Linked DNA regions of Zea mays: region 1 is linked to region 2. A link is a contact called in public Hi-C data. All regions are on one chromosome and are shown on one strand. The core of a region is the stretch at or near the end of the contact, and the rest is flanking DNA. Distances in the headings are between cores, read along the strand shown.

Evidence for each region. A called contact is a pair of places that touch in the nucleus more often than the background predicts.
Region 1: a Hi-C map of ear shows a contact between it and region 2, with 2.7 times the contacts expected there. The contact joins the enhancer-like site here to the promoter of LOC100193491 in region 2. A contact is called at or near these places in 3 of 25 Hi-C or Micro-C datasets (ear, leaf and tassel).

Annotation. Positions count from the first base shown.
Region 1 is chr3:109,297,652-109,301,428 of Zm-B73-REFERENCE-NAM-5.0, forward strand. No RefSeq gene overlaps it. Among protein-coding and RNA genes, the nearest start is that of LOC542562, 110 kb to the left of the region's middle. Within about 2 kb of position 2,325, at least 7 of the 20 cell types and tissues checked have an H3K27ac peak or open chromatin away from gene starts, as enhancers often do. A contact at or near this core is called in ear and leaf, where this site is marked.
Region 2 is chr3:108,963,730-108,967,672 of Zm-B73-REFERENCE-NAM-5.0, forward strand. LOC100193491 reads left to right here and starts at 2,445. Exons shown (of 9, transcript NM_001138605.2): 1 at 2,445-2,802; 2 at 3,645-3,860. The coding sequence starts at 2,716.

The sequences.
Region 1 (3,777 bases), core at 1,075-3,574, 330 kb after region 2:
AGGTTCTCTATCTCTAAAAAAGTTCATAGTTGTAGGATTCCAAGGTGTGAAATCCATCTTGTCTTAAAGTAGAAAAGATAAGAATGGTCAGAGTGGAACAGTAGAAGGTGAGACATGATCTAGATAAGTATAGAAAGAATTAGAGTAAGGTAAGTATAGAATGAATCAGAATAAGATAAGTAGGTAAGGGTTTGTCCATTTCTATCTAGGTTTCGTCCTACAGTCAACATTTCCTCTGATACCACTTCTGTAACACCCGGGCTTTAAGGGACAAAGCCGGGTGCATCTCATACATGCGCCAAGAAGACAACATATATAATAACAGAGTGTATACAGATAAATGTCACAATAATCAGAGCATTTATTACATAGCAGAAGTCTTACAAAATAAAAGATAAATATAACAGGATCTAAAATCCATCCTTGGCGCCAGAAAGTCAACTGGGAGACGCCACCTAGATCGAATCGAACTCCTCGATACTTGGCTCCACTTGAACCACCTGTTCTTCTCCTGTGGTGGGGTGTGAGACAGCAAGGGTGAGCTCACACATGTTCATCGCTCAACAAGTTGTGGGGAATAATGTGGCATGAACTCACCAAAGGTGGGAGCTCATGTGATGTGTAAGGCTGATCAACAATAGGGGTTAAAGCTGAGCATTGCTTTTAAGTAGTTGGTCAAAATTTTATTAGCAGTTACTAAATGTAAGTAAATACCAAACCTTAAATAAAGTAAAAGAACAAAATTAATAATAAACCCATGCAAATGCAAATGACAAATTGAGTTTAGGTTCCATAATTTAGTCATCAGAGAGTCCTGAGCTGCTCATGACCGTGAGCTCGGCTAGTATACCAGTTTTACACTCTGCAGAGGTTGTACCCTTTACCCACAAGTCGTGTTTCCCATGTCGCCAGGGTTAGCTAGGCCCTTAGACACTACCGAGGTGAATGGCTAGGGATCCACTACGAGGCCTTTACAAAGTTCCACTAGCTTTCGAAAACCCGCTACAGTTTATAGGAAGCTCCAATGTAGGGTTCTTGTCTGACCGCCATCGCAGCAAAATCAACCAAGGACCTCCCTACACTGACCACTCCCCTACTGCCCTTGCCCCTTTCGGGTAAGGTAGTCTTCCACTAGCTTTCCTAATTAGTCAGCCAAGGGCGTCCCATTAAACCCTTGTGGTGGCACGTGTTTCTCAAGTTAAGCTCCATGTTCCAATTAACATTTAATGATCTTGACATGAACATAAATAACATAACAAAATAACTGGAAAATGGATATAATAAAATATTATCCCAAAACCATGTAAAGCAATAGCAAAACTACCCAAGTGATTCAGGGGTAACAAGGTAAAGGGATAAACAATCTAGGGTGACCTATCGGGTCCCATCAAAATTAAGCCTATGCATGGTAAATGATTATAAAGAACATTATTGGGTAACAAAAGTGAATCAAGGGCACAACTTGCCTTCAATGAGCTCCTGCTCAGCTACTTTTATCTGCTGGTCACCAGGATCCCCAGTCACAGGCTCTTCTACTCGCCACAATACAAACAAGCACAATATATAGAGAAAATTAACATCACACCAAACATGTAAACAAAATACATAATAATAATCTACATATTAAAATAAAATCCTAGGAATAGAAATCATAATTTTTGGAATTATAGGTTTTGAGATATGAATTTCCAAAGGTTTTATGTGCTTAAAATATGATTAAGTGGGAAATTAATTTTCTTACTGTTTTCATGTCAAAACAAAGATTCTAAGTGATATAGAATAATGTTACAAGATTTTAGAAACTAGAATGAAGTAATTTGGACTAGGGATGAATTTTCTATCAATTTTATAAGTTCTAGCACTTATTTATATATTAAAAATCCATTTAAAATTTAATTTCTCTGATTTTACAATGCTCTGGACTGGGCCTCATTTACCAGGAAATACAAGGGCTAACCCGCAAGATCGCCAAGACACAGCGCGCCACTGGTCTGGACCGTGGATTAGTTTTACAAAAACAGAGGGTCTCTTTTGTAAGGTTGACGCAGCGAAGAGGTACAGAGCCATTTCGGCCGTTGGATTAGATGTGATCGCACCAGATTAAATCCGAACCAAAATGAACCGGTACGCATCCAGGATCGCTCGATCTGAGATTGGCGGCTACGGTTTTATGAGATCCAGATCTAATCGGAGCCGTCCAGAGAGCGATCAACGGCCAACGCCTATTGTTTCCCCCACGGTGGTCGGATCTAAAACTAACGACTCTGATGTAATACAACGAAAGGGATATGCCCAAACTAATCTATACCGTCCAAAGCTGGATTTGCGGTCCCTAGGCTTTCTTCTACCTCACGATGGCCAGGGACAGCGGAGTAGAGGCCGCAGCGGTGTATGATTGGCAGGATTCTCGCCAGTGCCCTAGTGTACGGATCCGAGATTAACTAGGTGCTACTTGATACGCGCAGTAAGTATAACTAGATGGATGGGGTTCTCACCGAAGGTTCTGGCGTTGTGGTCTGTTCGGTGTCGAAGTTCCTGCCTGGTGAGGAATCGGCCTCGCTCGATCTCTTCGCACACACGGTACTCTCTCTTTCTGAGTGCGACAGTGAACACCGCCTCCCTTGCTGGATTGCAAGCGCAGCAGCGACCCCGTGGTCGGCTTTCTTCCTTGGTGCGCCAAGAACATGAGGTAAGCGCGGCGGCTGCAATGATTACCTCTCCATATCAGTTCACGTTGGTGGCATCTATGGCTCGATCTCTCTCTCTGTATTGGCGGTAGTGTTTGGCTTCTCAGGATGATTATGGCTCTATGGGTCAGGAGCATGCACCAGGCTCCTAATATACTCCGACGTATTGACCAGGGAATACATATAGCTGGCGTAACAACCAACAGCTGGATACGGGAGGGCGGCTAGGTGATCCGTGTTTGACGCGCGAGTCTGTTACAGCCGTAGAATAGGAGATTCTGTTGAATCCACACCCACAAGCAGCGACCCAGGAAGCTTAGATCACGTTTCGTGAGGACTTCTGATGGCTTGCATGCTGACCTCATTATGATGATAGGGTGACGCAGGCTCCGGCAAGGAGATTAAAGAATTGATAAAAAAACTACATGTGATCATGGGTTGCTATATGGAGTGGGCTGCGCGGTACAAGGGAGGGCTGGGCCGACTACCGTGGTTTGGTAAGTGTTTTTCTATATAAATTCTCTATTTCCAACCTTTATAATTATTATCTTATTATTATCCTTATTATTTTATGTAATGCACAAACACATAAAACTCCAACAAGATGCACTTTATTTTATTTTTTGTATCATTTGTTTCTAACTAATCACTCTTAATTATATGTGTGATCTTTTTATGATACAGATAGGGCACATAAAATAAGGAAATCCAATATAGTATTCCTGTATACATTTTGGGTATTACATTATCTTATTCTGGTATTAGTTTGCCTGAGGCAAAGCTTACCCATGATGAGGCATGTGACCATTTAAAAGGTCCTCGATCATCAAGCCTACATTCGCTATAATCCTTAATCAACCTGGGTAGAACATCACCTGTTCCTAACCCAAGTCTCGATTTAAGTACTTCCATCCTTAGGATTGTTTTGTGTTCCTTAGGATGAAAAGAGCATTATAGGGAACTTTGCAGTAAGATCCCACCACGCTCCCAATGAAAATATTCTTGCAGGTAGAAGTCATACTTCCTCAGGATAACCCCTAAGCTAGGCCTTATTGCAAAAGACAACCTTTATCCACAAGATCTCAATAGG
Region 2 (3,943 bases), core at 1,195-3,694:
TTTTGCCTCTGCTCTAATAACCATCTCGACTAAAATTTAGTTACTACTTTCTATTATCACTGTATGGGCTGGTCTTGCTAAGACACTGGTTCCCTTCGCGGGTGGGAATGACTTCTTTTCAAGATGAATGGGCACATGTCCTCAACTATATTGTACAAAGCACTTTGGTTCATGTGGTCCAACTTTTTTAGTTCAAATTTCTAGAAAGGAAGTTTATAAACACGATAGATTTATTCTTAATAATACATTTGCAACTTTAACGACAGAACTACATACATAACTATTACTTATATTACCTTATCAGAGTTCTTAATGTACCGTTCGTTCTCTTTTCATAAACTCGAACACATGGAATCTACGTAGAACCGATCTGCATCCATTGCTAGAATCCGGCGACCAACCAACAGAGAGCTCGCGGCCATAATACTACCGGAATTCGGCTCTTTGTCGAGTGCCAAATGTTTTGCCGAGTGTTTTTTTCGTGCACTCGGCAAAGAAGCTCTTTACCGAGTGCCAAACAAAAAACCCTCGGTAAAAGAAAACACTCGGCAAAGAAACTCTTTGCCAAGTGCTTTTTTCAACACTAGGCAAAGACAATTTAAAAATCACATTTTAAAGAAGTAAATTAATTCAAATGAAAAAAATTTCAACTATAAATTTGTATAACTCATCATGATGTACAATTTATATTTTGAACATTTCTTCATATGACAAAATAAAAGTAAATTTATTTATAAAACCTATCTCTCTCGTAGTTTATGAAACTACGAGAGAGATGTATTAGATTTGTGCATATTATTAGAACCATCATGTGAGATCAACAAGTGATCGAACAACCAAAATAAACTTTGTAGATCTTGAGAAGTTATAGAATTTTGTAGTTGGCAACCTTTTCATTTGAAGTCATCTTGCCAACTAAAACTACGTCTGAATTTAAAAATTTTAAATTTTGAATTTTGAAAATGACATCGAAAAAAACCATCAACATGAAAGTTGTAGGTATTGAAGAATTATAAAACTTTATAGTTGACAATGTTTTGGTTTGAAATCATCTTGTCATGCAAAACTATGTTTGGATTTTAAAATTTGAATTTTTGAAATTACCTCGGATGGAAAAACTACCAAAATAAAATTTGTAGGTCTTGAAATGTAATTAAACTTTGTAATTGACACTTTTTTGATTTGAAATCATCTTATCATTGAAAAATTCGTGTGAAGTTTTAAAATTTAAAATTTAAATTTTGTAAACAACATCGGATGTAGAAACTATCAAAATAAAACTTGTAGATCTTGAAAAGTTATGCAACTTTATAGTTGTCACATTTTCAAATTAATTCATTTAGTACCTTAAATAATTAAATTACTCTCGGTTTGTTATAGTACACGAGGAATGAAAACATAATATAGACATAATTGATTTAGTCTTGTAGTGGTAAAGGAGAGTATGCGCGCGAGAGAGGTTGCGAGTTTGAATCTTACCATTACAAAACATGTAAATTTGATTCAAAATAATAATGAAAAATGTAAATTTATTCATATAATTTAAAAAATGTTTTGCTACCGAAAAAAATACTCGACAAAGAACTATTTGCCGAGCATTATTTGCTGAGTGTAACATTTGACAACGTCTTGCCAAGTGTAAAATGAACACTTGGCAACGTCTTGCCGAGTGTAAAATAAGCGGCGAAGAACGTGATTCAAGTAGTATAACAAGAGTAAGCCATGCCCGGCAGCTCCTTTTGCGTCGCCTAATAGGAGAGCTGACGAGTTGCTGTCGGTGACGACCAAACCAATCGCAATGAACTCACGACACAAGAAAGAAACACAACGAGAGTTATATGGCTTGTTATACGCACACGTATGAATATAGTATTGTGGATGTAGGGCCCAGCGCACGCATTATGATTATATGGAGCTTACTGTTATAGCACTACAGTAGTGTTTCCTTATATATGTTAGCTGATGTTCAGAACAACGCACAATGAAACAGAAATGAGACAGGCGCCGCGGATTATAGGGTAGGCACAGGCCAGCCAATCAGTAAGCTAGCTCTCCAGCTCAACATGTTAATCGATCTTTGACCAGGGAAAAGGCACCACCCCATCAGCATCAAATATAGTAAGAGGTTTGTTATATGCCTGAACAGCAAACGTCCGGCGTGCAGAGCGCCTTTCACTGCTGCTCTGAATTTCATCATCCAATGAGCATGAGCCACTACTAGTGTCAATAGGCAAGACGGTGTGCCGTGCCACTAGGCAAGTACGGCTTGGTTCATCCCTGCTGGGCCAATTGGAGCCCATTTATATGGATGGATCCTTGGAATTGTTTGATCCATCGGATTGTTCCTCTGTGGAAGCCCAACTACACTCGAGTGGTACCGTACGCCATTCACCCTTTTACGAGAGGATTGTTCTATTCACGAGAAGGGCCAAGACTAGTAGCATCTTGTATCGTCATCGCCGTGATCCCATGGCACCTCTTCCCTTCGCACTCCGTGCCCGGCCGCCGTCCTGCCCATACGCCCATACGGGTAATGCCATACCCCATCACAACGGTCCGTCTATCCCTTCCCTTGGAAACGTCCACGCATCCTCCGTCTCCGTCCCCATCTCGCGAAGCTAGCGGGAATAACAAGCAACGATACCTACGACGACCTACCCCCCTTTCCCTGCTCTCTCCTTCCAACTCTTGTTTCTGCAACGCCAGGGCGCAACCATGGGTCAGCAGCAGCAAGGGCCGGCGGCCAGGCGGATGGCCACGCTCGCCTCCCACCTGCGCCATCCCTCCGTCTCTCACCCTCAGGTCAGACACCGCGCTCCCCCCTCCCTCTTCCACCTTTCCGGCTCGTTTAGTTCGACGACCTCCGTAACAGGGGACGGCGGCGGTTCGCTTGGATTCGCTTCGCCGCCGCCCGCCCGCCCTCCCGTCTCTCGACTCGAACGCCAGTGAATTCGAGCCCCAAAGGTCAAGGGGATCCTTCGCCGCAGCGCGGGCTCGCCCAAAGCAGGACCTTGGCATCAAAGGAGGCTCCTTTGGTCCTGATGGGATGGGAGCCGTATAACCATATTAACTTCCAGTGCCACCACTGTCTTGGATCGTGGATCGGGTTGTGCATGCCTACCAGTACCAACGGCCGAATTGTTTTGTATGGGGATTGCTGATTCAATTCCTGTTCCTGAATGTATCCACTGCCAAATGTTGACCGGACAGCTACATATATTTACTGCATTGTGCGTGGTGGTAGTATCGCTCTCGCATTTTACTGAACTGCACCTGGAAAGTAGTTTGTGCGCCTAAATGTGCGCAATTCTGTCAAGTACCGGAATCCGATCGAGTCTCTTAGAGTTCTAGGTTTCGTTCCTTACTTTCTGATACTTGAATGACGACACCTACCTTTGTAAACCACATGTGACATGGTTTTAACAGAACGTCACGTGGATCTAGTGACAAACACAAAAGCTTCCTCCTCATCCTTTTTGGAACCTTTTAAATTGGTTGCCAACGACCTGTCTAGGGATTTTAGAATCTTCTCCAAACTAGTCACACTGATGGGTGATGGGTTCCCACCTTATTCAGACTAAAAATGCACTCTGGGCTCTACTTTTCATATCTGCTAAATTTTCTTATGTTGCTTTGTTTTGAAGATGGAAGATGTTCCCCTCTTGAGGGGATCCAATTGCCGTGCAAAAGGTGCGGCGCCAGGCTTCAAAGTCGCGATCTTGGGTGCAGCAGGTGGGATTGGGCAGCCACTTGCGCTATTGATGAAGATGAACCCTCTTGTTTCGGTGCTCCATCTATACGATGTCGTCAACGCACCTGGTGTCACAGCCGACATCAGCCACATGAACACTGGTGCTGTGGTATGCTTAACTTTATCCGAGACGGTACATTACTGTTGTAGCTAGTTGATGGTACACCTCTACTGCAGTTGGTTCCCAACTGG